Regions from separate parts of the Zea mays genome. Here region 1 is linked to region 2. Evidence: chromatin contacts called from public Hi-C data. All regions are on one chromosome and are shown on one strand. The core of a region is the stretch at or near the end of the contact, and the rest is flanking DNA. Distances in the headings are between cores, read along the strand shown. Region 1 holds the start of LOC100283749. Region 2 holds the start of LOC103631972 (small RNA 2'-O-methyltransferase).

Evidence for each region. A called contact is a pair of places that touch in the nucleus more often than the background predicts.
Region 1: a Hi-C map of ear shows a contact between it and region 2, with 2.3 times the contacts expected there. The contact joins the promoter of LOC100283749 here to the promoter of LOC103631972 in region 2. A contact is called at or near these places in 2 of 25 Hi-C or Micro-C datasets (ear and endosperm).

Annotation. Positions count from the first base shown.
Region 1 is chr7:8,234,051-8,240,068 of Zm-B73-REFERENCE-NAM-5.0, forward strand. LOC100283749 reads right to left here and starts at 1,722. Exons shown (of 5, transcript NM_001156648.3): 1 at 1,267-1,722; 2 at 1,041-1,066. The coding sequence starts at 1,391. It overlaps LOC100284563, which reads right to left. Exons shown (of 4, transcript NM_001157458.2): 3 at 5,842-6,018; 4 at 2,926-3,528. The coding sequence ends at 3,344.
Region 2 is chr7:7,553,960-7,560,393 of Zm-B73-REFERENCE-NAM-5.0, forward strand. It overlaps LOC103631972 (small RNA 2'-O-methyltransferase), which reads right to left and starts at 1,993. Exons shown (of 9, transcript XM_008653827.2): 1 at 1,598-1,993; 2 at 957-1,049; 3 at 28-485. The coding sequence starts at 1,834. It overlaps LOC541972 (histone deacetylase), which reads right to left. Exons shown (of 16, transcript NM_001111625.2): 14 at 6,172-6,217; 15 at 5,318-5,486; 16 at 4,022-4,465. The coding sequence ends at 4,314.

The DNA of each region.
Region 1 (6,018 bases), core at 472-2,971, 680 kb after region 2:
TATTTCTATAACAATATAAAAACAAATAACATAGTTTTGCAAGCATCAGAACACTGAACCAAATATGCAGCATGCTTCTCGGTGCAAACCCAATGCAAAGGCATGAAAAGATTTGCAGATATAGCAAGCAAACGTTTCTATGCATTCATGGAGCCCGAGAAATCAACAAGCGTTCATAGTTCGAAAATCCAAAACGGTGAACTGCTAATATCCACATGGTGGAATTGACTACATAGTGTGAGCTTTTAATATACTACACAAAAATAGCCACCTCCAATTAACAGAAAACAAAACTGTAGCAGATTTAATGATCTAGCTTAGTGGGTGTTTACAGTATCATCATGCAAAATTTGTTGATCCCTGATTAATTGAAACCAAAGCCAACATGAAAGAACAACTGATAAGAACAATCTAAAACAGCCCTGATGTGCCCAAATGAGTCTTAGTTCCTGTGCAAAATTAGAAATCAGATAGTATGCATAATTAGAAAATCCAAATGCAAACTTCTTATATATAGTGGCAGTTTATGCACCACAGGTGGAACTGCCTACTTAGTGGGTGCTTTCAGTATACAATGAAAAAAACTTGTCGCTTCTAATTAAAAGTAACCAAAACAGTACTGGATTTACAGCTGCAGCCTAGTGGGCGTTATTCTTACCGCCATGCTAAATTTGTCGATTTCTGATTTAACTGAGACTAAAGCCATTACAGAATTTCAGCTCGAACCTACAGCTCTGAAGACATGCTCCAAAAGACAACTTCCAACGGATAGCTAAAGAATTGCATAACAGAATGCTCCCCCAAGATTGGACATGAAAGATTAACCGACAGGAACAAGCTAAAACAGCCACGAGGTACCAGACGAGTCTCGGTTCCTGTGGCACCCAAATATCTTAACGCCCCATGAATTTCTACGGTTCCACCTGCACAATTCCGAATCAAACTACCTTCAAGCAAGTAACGACCACACAGCAAGCACCAAATGAGCAACAGATAAGAGAAGGGGTCAGAGGCTCAGAGCTGAGAGCTGGGAATCTCACCACCGTCCCACGGCGTATCATCCGGCCTGCGAAACCACACGAACCTCTCATCAGCACAACGAACACAAGAGTAAGAACAAAAGGAATAGCTGAGATCCCGTCTCCCTCCCCGAGATCCGGAGTCCCTCAATCAAACCCTAGAACAGGAACGGGATTAACGGACTCCAGGGGGGGCGTTTGTGGGGTAACGAAATCGGGGGAGGGGGGAGGGGAGGGGACGGGCTACCCGAATATGACGGCGTTCCAGAGCATGATGTTGTTGTCGTGCGGCGCGCCGCTGATCCCGGCGGGCGGGTCCTGCTGCAGGCGCCTGAAGTCCCGCATCAGCCGCTTCCTCGCCGGCGTCGACATCTCGTCCACCGCAGCCCGGCGCCTCAAACCCTAGCTACGGTCTCGATCTCTGGCGGAACGCTCGCTGCGTCCCGCTCTCTGGCTCCTTGATCCCGCGACCCGCGGGGTTGCGTCTGAAACCAGAGAAGCTTCGAGGGACGGAGGGAGACAGTCAGACAGAGAGAGAGGAAAGGAAGGTGGGTGGTGGGTGGAATGGGTGCGCGTGAGAAAAGTTTCACGGGGGAAGAGTGGAAGCTGCGACGCCCACGCGGGGCGGTGGGCCCTCCCCTCCTCGCGACGTATAGCTTCGTTTCCAGGCGCGAACCCGCTCGGAAGTCGGAGCCGCTGATGCGCGGGCTCCTCGCGTTTACGACCCCACCACCAGCCAACGTATACTGACACTGTGCTCGGGAATCGCCGCACTGCCGTTGCCGTCCATGTCGCTGACAGGAACAGGTGCAGGATGTGGACCCATGTGTCAGGGGCATTCCTGGTAAATTCGTGGCGATCTATAATACAGCCGATGCGTGGGTGGGAATAATGCCACTGGACCCATGCGTCAGTGTCGCGGAAAAGAGAACTTGATGAAAGCGGAAGGTGGGCTGTGGTGGGGGCCAAGGGTGGGTATCGAATCTGGTGGGCGTGTGGTAGCGCCGTCCTGCTTGGCGGCATCCGTGGGGCGGCACCGCGTATGTATGTGAGGCTGTGAGCAAAAAGCCTGGCCACGCCCACAGGAGACTCATTGGCCACGCCCACAGGAGACTCATCCGTGAGCCGAGCCGAGCTGGCTAGAATAATGATGGATATTGGATAATTTTATAGATAGTCAGTTTGTTTCTTAACGTTTAATATTAAATATATTGAATAATGATGGATATTGGATAATTTTATAGATAGTCAGTTTGTTTCTTAACGTTTAATATTAAATATATGACAATTAATAATTTAGATTACTCATAATGATGAATGATATCTATATATTTATATTTATATACTAATAATTCATTAGATAATGCAATTATATATATCAGGGTGTAGCTCGCGAGCCAAGCCGACTCGCGAGCCACCTTCGAGCCGAGCCGAGCCTGTCTCCCCAGCTCGTCAAATGGGCAAGCCGAGCCGAGCTCGGTCAGCCACCGAGCCACACCGAGCCGAGCTCGGCTCGTTTCCAGCCCTATGCCGCACCACTATTCGGCCGAATTCACGTGTCAACAAATTAACTCTACCGTAACAATGACAATGATGAACATTTACTACCCGTCTGTAACAAATTTACATGTCAACAAATATGTTATCATTCCTTGAACATATCATTATATTAATAAAAGAAAAAACGGTCCAAAATACAAGGAAAAAAACAAACCTCTCGTGGAGGCCACCAAAGGACAATCCTATATATCATCACCTCTCAACATTGACAGATGACGATACTTGCGAACAGAAATGTAAAAAATCCAAACAAACAAAAAAAACTTGTCACCACTATATCTTTACAGCAAAATTACTCCATCTACGAACCATCTCAACAAAAATGTAAATTCCATGTACTTGCCAATAAACCAAAAATATTGTCACCTTCACTTTTGCAGCATAACGAATACATATAAGAATCACCTCCTAATTGACTTATGATACCTTCCAGTCGAAAGAAGAATACAACAAAATCAACGGATCCATATTAGTAGCAGACAGCTGCTGGCCCGCCTGCTGCAAACACCAGTTGCCAAGACACAAGGCCACCATGTTTATCGTTGACTCGTGAGCATTTGCAGGGCTGTCTACACATCGATTCAGTAACTGCTCATGACCAAACAGTCAACTAGTTACAAACAAGACGGCAGGTAAGATGTAAGGAGCATGATGAGATACAGCTAGTTACAGCTCCTTCAAATTGTTTTTTCTTCACATACAGATGATTGCCATCGTCATTTACAGAGCAAGAGCTGGCTAACCATGTCAGTTCTGGGTTGACCTCAGGTTCTTTGCCTAACCCTGCGGCAACTGGAATCGCCACCGTCCGAGAGCTGCCCACAAACGCTCTGGCTCTTCCCAACACTGCTGCACTGGTCCTCACACCCTGCAACAGTTTTCAGTATCTCTGACTGGAGAGATGGGCAGTTGTCCTTGAGGTAAATGAAACCCTCACTCCGCATTACAGCTGCAGACACATAAGGGTATCTGGAATGGGTTATGAAGCTTTATAAACTTAATCGCACCAGAAGCTGTACAAACTTAATTGAGCAAATAAAGCAACCAAAAGGTCAAACGATGGTATCGTGGACTCGAGGCATAATTTTCTTGTATCCAGGGACAAGCCCTGGAACTACCCCATGCTGAAACGGAAAAGGTTGGCAATAACAGAATATCAGCTCTGACACAAGGAATAAAAATATACTTGTCCACCAACCCAGACCTTGTTATAAAACACATCATAACTATTACTCTCTTTTATTATTCTTTTTTATCCAAATTATAAGATGTTTTGACTTTTCTAGATACATTGCTTTTATTATGTATCTAGGCATGGAGTACATCTAAGTGCATAGCAAAAACTATATATCAGAAAAGCCAAAACATCTTATTTATAATTTGTAATGGAAGGAATATAATCTAGCAAGACATATTAGTCCATCTCACATCTGAAGTCGATAATAAATAATATGTTGCAGTACAGTCTAATTCAGGTAAGGTCCATTCCAACCATTCCCCCATATTTCTCCACCTATCTGTATTTTCTATTATATTTTACTACATCCACCTAAAAGACTCCCCCTGCGTACAGGGCGTCTCCAACCATTCACCCTATCCAACTCTCCCTATACAATATAACTCAGCTATTTAACATTTTTATAATTTTTTATGTTTATAAATTTTCTATTTGTACCACCAAAATAAACATTATTACCAGGTCTTAGAGCTTAAACAAGGTTAATATTGCAAAGAAATTACATAATTAATGTGTAGGAGCCGTCTCTCTCACTACAAGTCTAAGCTCTTGCCTGTATTAGAGCATATCTAGGCTTTGATGATGCAGGCCAGCAGTGTTTGGTTGGCCGCACTAGAAGTTATACAGGCTTAGGGAAGCAAAAGAAAGGTTCATGGCCACATTGTGGAGTAGTATGCAAAAATGGCCCACTTACTGTCACAACCAGTCAACCACACAACTGCCATGGCGACGCCAACGGATGTCGCCTACCACCATGACCCAGCGCCCTTCTCCCTGCTCTCCTACGACACCGTGACCACACTGCCACCACCGCACCGCCACCACCACCAATGGACATCACCCACCACACAATCCGACGCCCTTCTCCCTGCTCTCCTCTGACACTGCCCTCTCTGCACTTTGGACCTGTTTGTTGATAAATGTTTGTCTCTAAACTTGCCTGGCAGGCCGTAAACCAAACAGTCCCCTCCTGCCTGCGCTAGCAGACACAGCCACCGCCTCCACTGCTATCGCTACCGCAACCACCTTCAGTGCACAGATATCTCTGTCGCTCCCCTCATTATCCTTCATCACGCTCTCATCAAAACCAGTCCTTTGTCTCTCTGCATTGTGCACACCTTAGGGTGGGCAAGCATTGCCACGCTTAACGTCATCCTCAACCTTGTCCACCTCCACCTCATCCACAAGCTCTGGCTCTCCTCGTCCTCCATCTCCAGCGGTCCAAGCAGTGCCGAAAAGGCAGACAAGAGTGGGGGAGGAAGAAGATGGAGATGACATACTTTACTCTTATTCACATACAATACAATACAATGCAGGCAACCAAACACCATGCCATTGCGTATGTTTATGCTGGCTTAGCCTATACTGCATTATGCTCAACACAGGCTGGTAGTAATGCAAGTAACCAATCCCAAGCTTCTATTCACAATTTAGGCTGCTAATGTACTACGTGCAGAATAAGTATAATACTCATGACGCATGTATTGCTATCAGAAGATGCTAACACATAATGGCATCTACACGCTAACTACTGAATTGTTGATAGCTTAAAATCTGTTTCATTCAGTCAAAAATGTCAACACAGTCTACATTGTTAAAAACTATTGCACTAATATGGCAATCAGGTGACATATAGAGCTGATTATATGAATGCTTCGGAAGCTGTAACAATGTAGATGGCTCAAGCAAACTGTACTTAAAACAAACATGGAAGCATCTGTAATAGTCTAATGCATATTTCCATGAGAAGTACCAAAAAGTTTATCCCACAAGTTCAAGAGAATTTTCTGTGCAAGAATAGTGACCAAAAGAAAGAACGCACAGTGCACGGCCATACACTCAGAGTCTCAGACACTAGAAATTTACAGGTTATAAAGTTCTTTTACTATTTTTCATTGTGTTTTTTTCCTTTTGATGACAGCCCACTTTGAATATTTTTCAACTGACAAGAGTTTACGTAGCAAATAATGAGGCCACTTGCATGAAATAATCATAAGCAATGTCTGGTATGACAAATTTTAGTACCTGAAAGATTTTCAGCAGCAAATTTTAGGCAAACAGCTTTAAGCTCCATGGCATGGTGCCTATCAGCCAATGCTAACGTACTCGCAACTGAGGCCACTGATATGCCCTTGCACAGGTAAGATTCACATAGCGACTTTAGTCTTGCTAAGTGATACTTATCGGCTGCAGCCAACAACT
Region 2 (6,434 bases), core at 743-3,242:
TTTACTGCTTAGTTTTTCTTTGCCTACCTTGATACAAGAACATGAGAGGAATCAATTGCTGAGAGCTCTGCTGCAACATAACTCATATAATGTTCATTATCTCGTAGATTAATTCTTACTGTCTTCAGTTCATCCTCCAACATGTGGGGAACAAGAACTGCCTCTACTTCTACGGGATCTGTTGTACCAGACCAACGCTCAAGTGCCGAGTCAACAGCCTCCGGAGAATAAGGCTTTTCACTCTGAATCCAGAAGTTGCTGTCACTAACAGAGACTCCAGGAGATTGTTTTGCAGCATTGTACAATAATGACAAGACCAATAGAGGATCAAATTCTGCCCTATGGTCGATCAATTTACACAATGTATTGACCTTCACATCACATGCAGCAATAGCCGACAAAGGTAACCTCCCAATGAGGTCTCCAGTTCTCCGGAGAGACACACACAAATGGCCAATAAGAGGATGGGTAGATGACAGAAAGTTCTGAAATGAAGTACGGTGGTAGGTGATGTTAGAAGAGGTAATTGGATTTTTTAATTATTTTGTAATTTTAAAAGTGCAACAAAGCTCAAATATGACATGAATAGCATGCTTTTTGAGTGACCAGCAGAATGGTTCATGCTTTGTGAATTGTACTACAAATAATCTTACACAGGTATTGACATTGCAGGGAACCGAATTAGATTATATTACAGCTACAAAATATTATCATAAGAAAATGCCAAAATAAAAATGGAACCTTATGTTTGATCAGTCTTTGGTGCTTATTAAAAGTTGTCAGTTACAGTGCTATAGGGTCCTCGTTCTTAAGTTTTGAGGAAAGACTCACAAGAGTTAAATGCATTGCCAAACAGAAACAACCTAACAATTCATAAAGGACTCTACTCCAATTCTCAGAAGGCAGAAAAGTAATGGTGCACAGACATGTTATCAACATGAGGCAGAAATACTGACCTCATCTATGAAAAAACCAGATATGCGAGCAATCAGTTCAGCCCAAGCTTCTTGGGGTGTGGTGGGACTATTTGCTGTAGGATGAATACCAAGCTACGATGGAAAAAAACAAATGGTTATCACAACAGGTTGATAGCATGGGAATAAGATTACATGCAAGTACAAGCTAGCCTATCTAAACAATGGGGAGTAGGCTCCAAAGTCTGGGCATTGATGAATCAGAGCATAAATAGAAGGTGGTCACCTTTTTTTTTAAAAAAAAAAGAAGAAGATGATGGATTATCAGTTAACAGGATAGCAGAAAATGTGCAACAGAAGTGTGTTGGCAATCAAGGATAAATTTCACTAAACTAGGCACAGAATCAGAATTTCAATTCCTAACCACCAGATAATCTTCCTTGCAAGCAAAACACCAGCAGCGCAATGGTATGATTCACAGAAGACCTCGATTTCACCGTCAAAGGGCTTCTGGGCTTGGTAAGCAAAACACGTCCTGGATTGGAGCGCCGCGCCGCAAAAGGAGACCTAAATTCTCCATTTCTCCCGTTCTATCTAGTGGCAAACTGCGACCCCCACAATGGCTTGGCAAGCAAAACACTGGATTGGAGCACCGCGCCGCAAAAGGAGTGGGGGGACCTCACCTTGTCGAGCGCGATCTGCGCGGCGGCCTGCTCAGCGTCCTTCTTCCTGAGGAAGGTACCGGGCGTGGCAACGGAGAGGCCCGGGAGGTCGAGCGCGCAGCGGTAGACGTTCCTGGTCTGCGGCGCGAGGCCCGGGCAGCCGCCCACGTCCTCCCGCACCTCCTCGACCGTGTACCGCGCCTTGGCGCCGAACCGCTGGTGGACCACCGCCTTGGGCGTCGGCACCGCCGTTGGCATCGCGCCCACGCGGAGGGAGTGGGGGCCTGGAGGGGCGCCGGCCGGCGAGCCCCGCGGGCGGCGAGGGGTTTAGGGGAGGGGAGTGGAAGGGATTGTTCGCTGCGGTGGGCTCTTGGCGACTTCGGTCCTCGGAGCTTTTTGAGCAGCTTTTATAACCACGATTCAGTTTAATGGCTAACTCATAACGTTAAATGATGTGGTTTAAGTCTAACTGTAATTAAATATCACAGTAGAAATAGATATCGGTCTATTTAAATTTATTACCGTTGGTACTTGGGTGTGAATCATTACTATTAGCATTTACGTTATATTTTGTGAACCAAACATCACCTAAAATCATCTAATCTCTACTAATCCTTAAGAGGACAAAAAAGGCGTCCACCATCTTCAGCACGGCTCCACCCTACTCTATGAAGAACGGATGGTCAGTCCCACACCTAGCGTGCCCCGTCTCTCCCAAGTGCGTGCCCCGTCTTCGCCCAATCCGTCCGCGCCGCCCGTACGGACATATACCTTAGCTACGGGCAGGGAGAGGCAGGGACGAGGGCACACGCGGGGGAGAGGCGGAGGCACGCTAGGTGTGGACGTTGACGCTCCGTTCTTAATAGAGTAGGGTGGAGTCGTGGTGAAGATAGTGGACGCCCTCTTGTCCTCTTAAGAATTAGTAGAGATTTTATCATATTGGCTACGTACAATGCCTTATATAATACATTATTCTTTTATAGAATCCACGTGTTTTATCTGAGATGTTAATGACTAAGCGCATGTACAATCTTATATATATATATATTTTTATATATATTTTTAAAGTATATAACCATCAACTTTTAGTGATGCTAATAAAAGTATAGGATAACAATTAGTAGTTTTGCATATGAATGTATTTTATTATGTTGATTGATTCCGTAGCAACGCACGGTCATATACCTAGTATCAATATGAACATAAAATCGATCTAGCCGTTATAATAATAGAAATATGTCACTTTTTAGATCTTAAACCATATAGATCATTGTATCTTCATTCGCATGTAATTTTCCTCGATACTCAGATTCTGCATATAGATAGATTATCAGAAATGCTCCTAAAAAAGTTGAACCAAACATATCTTTATCCACTCTATGGATTTTTCTTTTGGGAGGGAGCCATTTGCTATTTTACTATTATTACCAGTGGCCTTCGAATTTTGATATCGGATGCATAAATCAAAGACGTAGACAGACTATAAATCATAAGAACAAATAATATAATAGTACAACTAACTGAGTAGTGCAATACCAATAGTTTTAAAAAAATTCCGAGGGGAGCAGAAAAACCTCCATCTAATATATTATGGTCTTGGAGGCGGAACGAACACCCCAAAGAAAGAAACATAGAAAATTACAAGCAGGAGAGGGTGTGAGAGAGACATCTGCACCAAACGATTGTTTGAACAGAGTCACTGACCTTTAGGCGGTATGCCCATATGTGATATGCGAACGTCCGCAAGGCAAGCACGTAGGATAACAGCTACCAGGGACATTTCACCCCGACAAACAAAGTTGTTGCGGCGAAGTTGTTGCGGCGCTTCTAAAGATGCCAGCAACAGAGTGATGAAGGTGGAACAGGCATCTGACAGAGGTTCATAACCGCGGCACGGTTTGCATATGTTGTAACATCTGTGTGGCGTGAGTGATAGAAAAGTTGTAAAAGCTGTACAAGCGGGCAACGAGAAAAAAAAAACACAAATTATTAAGAACACGACAGAGAGGAATTGGCATGGCTAAAAAACATTTCACGAAGCTAAATAGCAAAGTTTGGCAACGCTAAAGCATCATTTGCAGGAACGACAGAATAATTGGGAATGGTGTAGGGATCGAAGCTATAAAAATGATATAGCAAGCTAACCAGAGAAGATGGCTTCATGCAAAAAAAAAATAGCAGTCCTGATCAAACTTCTGGCCACCTCAAGTTCACAAGGACGGAGTCAGTGAATGTGGTCAGAGATGGATGTTAAGCTTGGTAGCTGAACAATAAAAAATGCATATAGAAAATGCACCAGCTCCTCAAAGTCAGTAAAATCCATTTCAGACGTCTGATGTGTAACAAATGCACATCAGACGTCGCAGTCAAGTCGCACAGAAAATCCGCAAAAAAAAAATGCATGTGCAACAGCAGGGGCTAATAACTGAGATGCATGCCGTTCCAGATGTGCAAGGTTTTTTTCCATCGATGGTCGCTACACACGTCTATCTATGGTACGAAACCAACCAAAGAAAAAGACAGTAGCATGCATGAAACATCGGCTGATACGCCACGCATGGTTAACACAACGGGTTTGCTGTCAAACTCCATCTGAAACGGTCGACCATCATGCAAGTAACCAGCCAAAACTAGGTTTTCTAGGTAAACGCAGCCTACTCTGCTTGAGGAAACGCGGTCAGCGAGCTACCCTGTTCATGTCTAGAAGATCAACGGCCAGCAAACTGCCCATCTAAGTCTAAGGCGCTGCTGAACCAGTTGACCCCTTGAGTTTCCTCGGACGGCTGCGAGGCTCAATAAGCGCTTCGTATAGAAGCCTTTTGCTTCCCATCTTCCACCAGAAGGGCCCTGGTCCTCCTCCTGGACGCTTCCTTTTCTTCAGCTCATTACCTTTGGTGATAATGCATGTAAAACAAAGAATTGTATCAGAATCCTTCTCATCAGGACTAATACTCACCTTCGTTCTGAATTATAAGATGTTTTGGATTTTTTTCTGATACATTGCTTTTACTGTATCTAGACATACATATACCTAAGTGTATAGCAAAAGCTATGTATCTAGAAAAGCCAAAATCTTACATTTCAGAACAGAGGGAGTAGTAATTAGTAAAACAAGAATACAAGAAAAAAATAGTATATCCTCAGATAAATTGTAGCCTTCATGATATACTCAGAAATAAACTAAAAGCCAAATCAAGATCCAACACCTCTTATCTAGATAAATCTTACATTTCGGAACAGAGGGAGCAAAAGGCTAAGTCAACAACTGAAACCAGAAAAATAGCTTTCGTGCATGCATCGAGCCACGCAAATATGGCAATCATGCAGGAAACTTCACTGCACAAAGTCCAACTTCACTGCATTAGTTTTAGGTAATGTGTTGAGGACATGTTTTTACTCCCCCACACCCAACCCCACCCGTTACCATCCCAACTTCTGATCAACATTCAGGAGCAGCTTAAGAAAGAGTGAAAAATATAATGAGTGCAAAGTTGTTCCCTGGCGCTTAAAATTAATGCTTGCATGTTTTGTTTTGTTTTGCAATCCAATGCATGCTCAAAACTTTGCTTGGATTTCTTCTAATCATGTCACCTATTCAGATCATCACTTCTTATTAAGCAATCCGTATAAATTGTTAGGAAGCAAATCTCTAATATCAAACCCAAAGGTAGCCAGGCAAGTTGTTCTCGCTATGAGGTTTCATAATGGTTATGCAATTCAATAACTAGTGATGTTACTCACTATGATTGGAAGAAACCGACCCCTGCTGCGCCTGTAGTGATGCGTATGTTGGACCTAAAACTGGCCAAAACTGTTGTTGAATCTTCAGGACTTGAGAAACAGTACTCAAGGCCTCTTTTGATGGTGAAACTACAAATGAAGCACGATTGGGACCCTCCCCAAGTAGGACCTGCATTTCATCACAAAAACCAAATAATTAAATCACTGCTATAATGGACGACAGCAACAAAAAGCTAATTATCTGCATTCACAAATCACAATCTACCATGCTGTCAAGTGTTAGCATGTCTATGACCAAATAACTGAACGACACTTTACATATATCTTAGGGGCAGACCCAGTGCCCGAGGCCCTGATATGAGTAGGGTCTGGGGAAGGGATAAACCAAGGCAAGCCTCTCCCCGCAACTGCGGAGAGACTGCTTCGAATCAATAAATGCGGAGAGACGGCTTCGAACCCGCATTCTGGTGACACAGCCCTCACCAGTCACCACTGTAGCAGACCTGACCTTCCAAATGCTAAAAAGGGAAACCTTGAAACAATCCCCGAAACTTTGGTTCTTAAACTATAAAATGCTCATATGAATATAAAAATGTTGCTCCTTTCTGGAAATTTAACAGACATCTAGTCTGTGTTGTGGGAGTTGGTCGCTGGATCTTGTGTGGCTAAACTGTTTAAACTATATCAAGGGGTCTGTGCGGTGTGTTTGGAGATGAGGGGTCCCTAGCTCCTACCTTTCTATATTTCTTCCTTAATGAAAAAATTTAAAAATGACAGACATCTCATGCGTGTTTGTGAAACAAAATTGAAATATTTACACACCCCATTCTCACATGACTAGTGTTATTACTTACCTTAACAACTTCAGTAGCTGATGAGGATATCGACCGGAGATTGTATCTGTAGGACAACACAAACGATTTTTGAGTATTAACCGGGAACTTTCTCAAAAAGAGCCTACCACCAGACCGCTTATTAGAGTAAGATATTTTTGTCAATAAAAAGGCACCATTTTCTTAAAAAATAACACTAAGGATTGATATGTGTTGGGGCGAAGGCGAACACGCCTCCCCCTCGCTCGTCGATTTCTACATCAACATTTCCGCAGGCCGAAGGC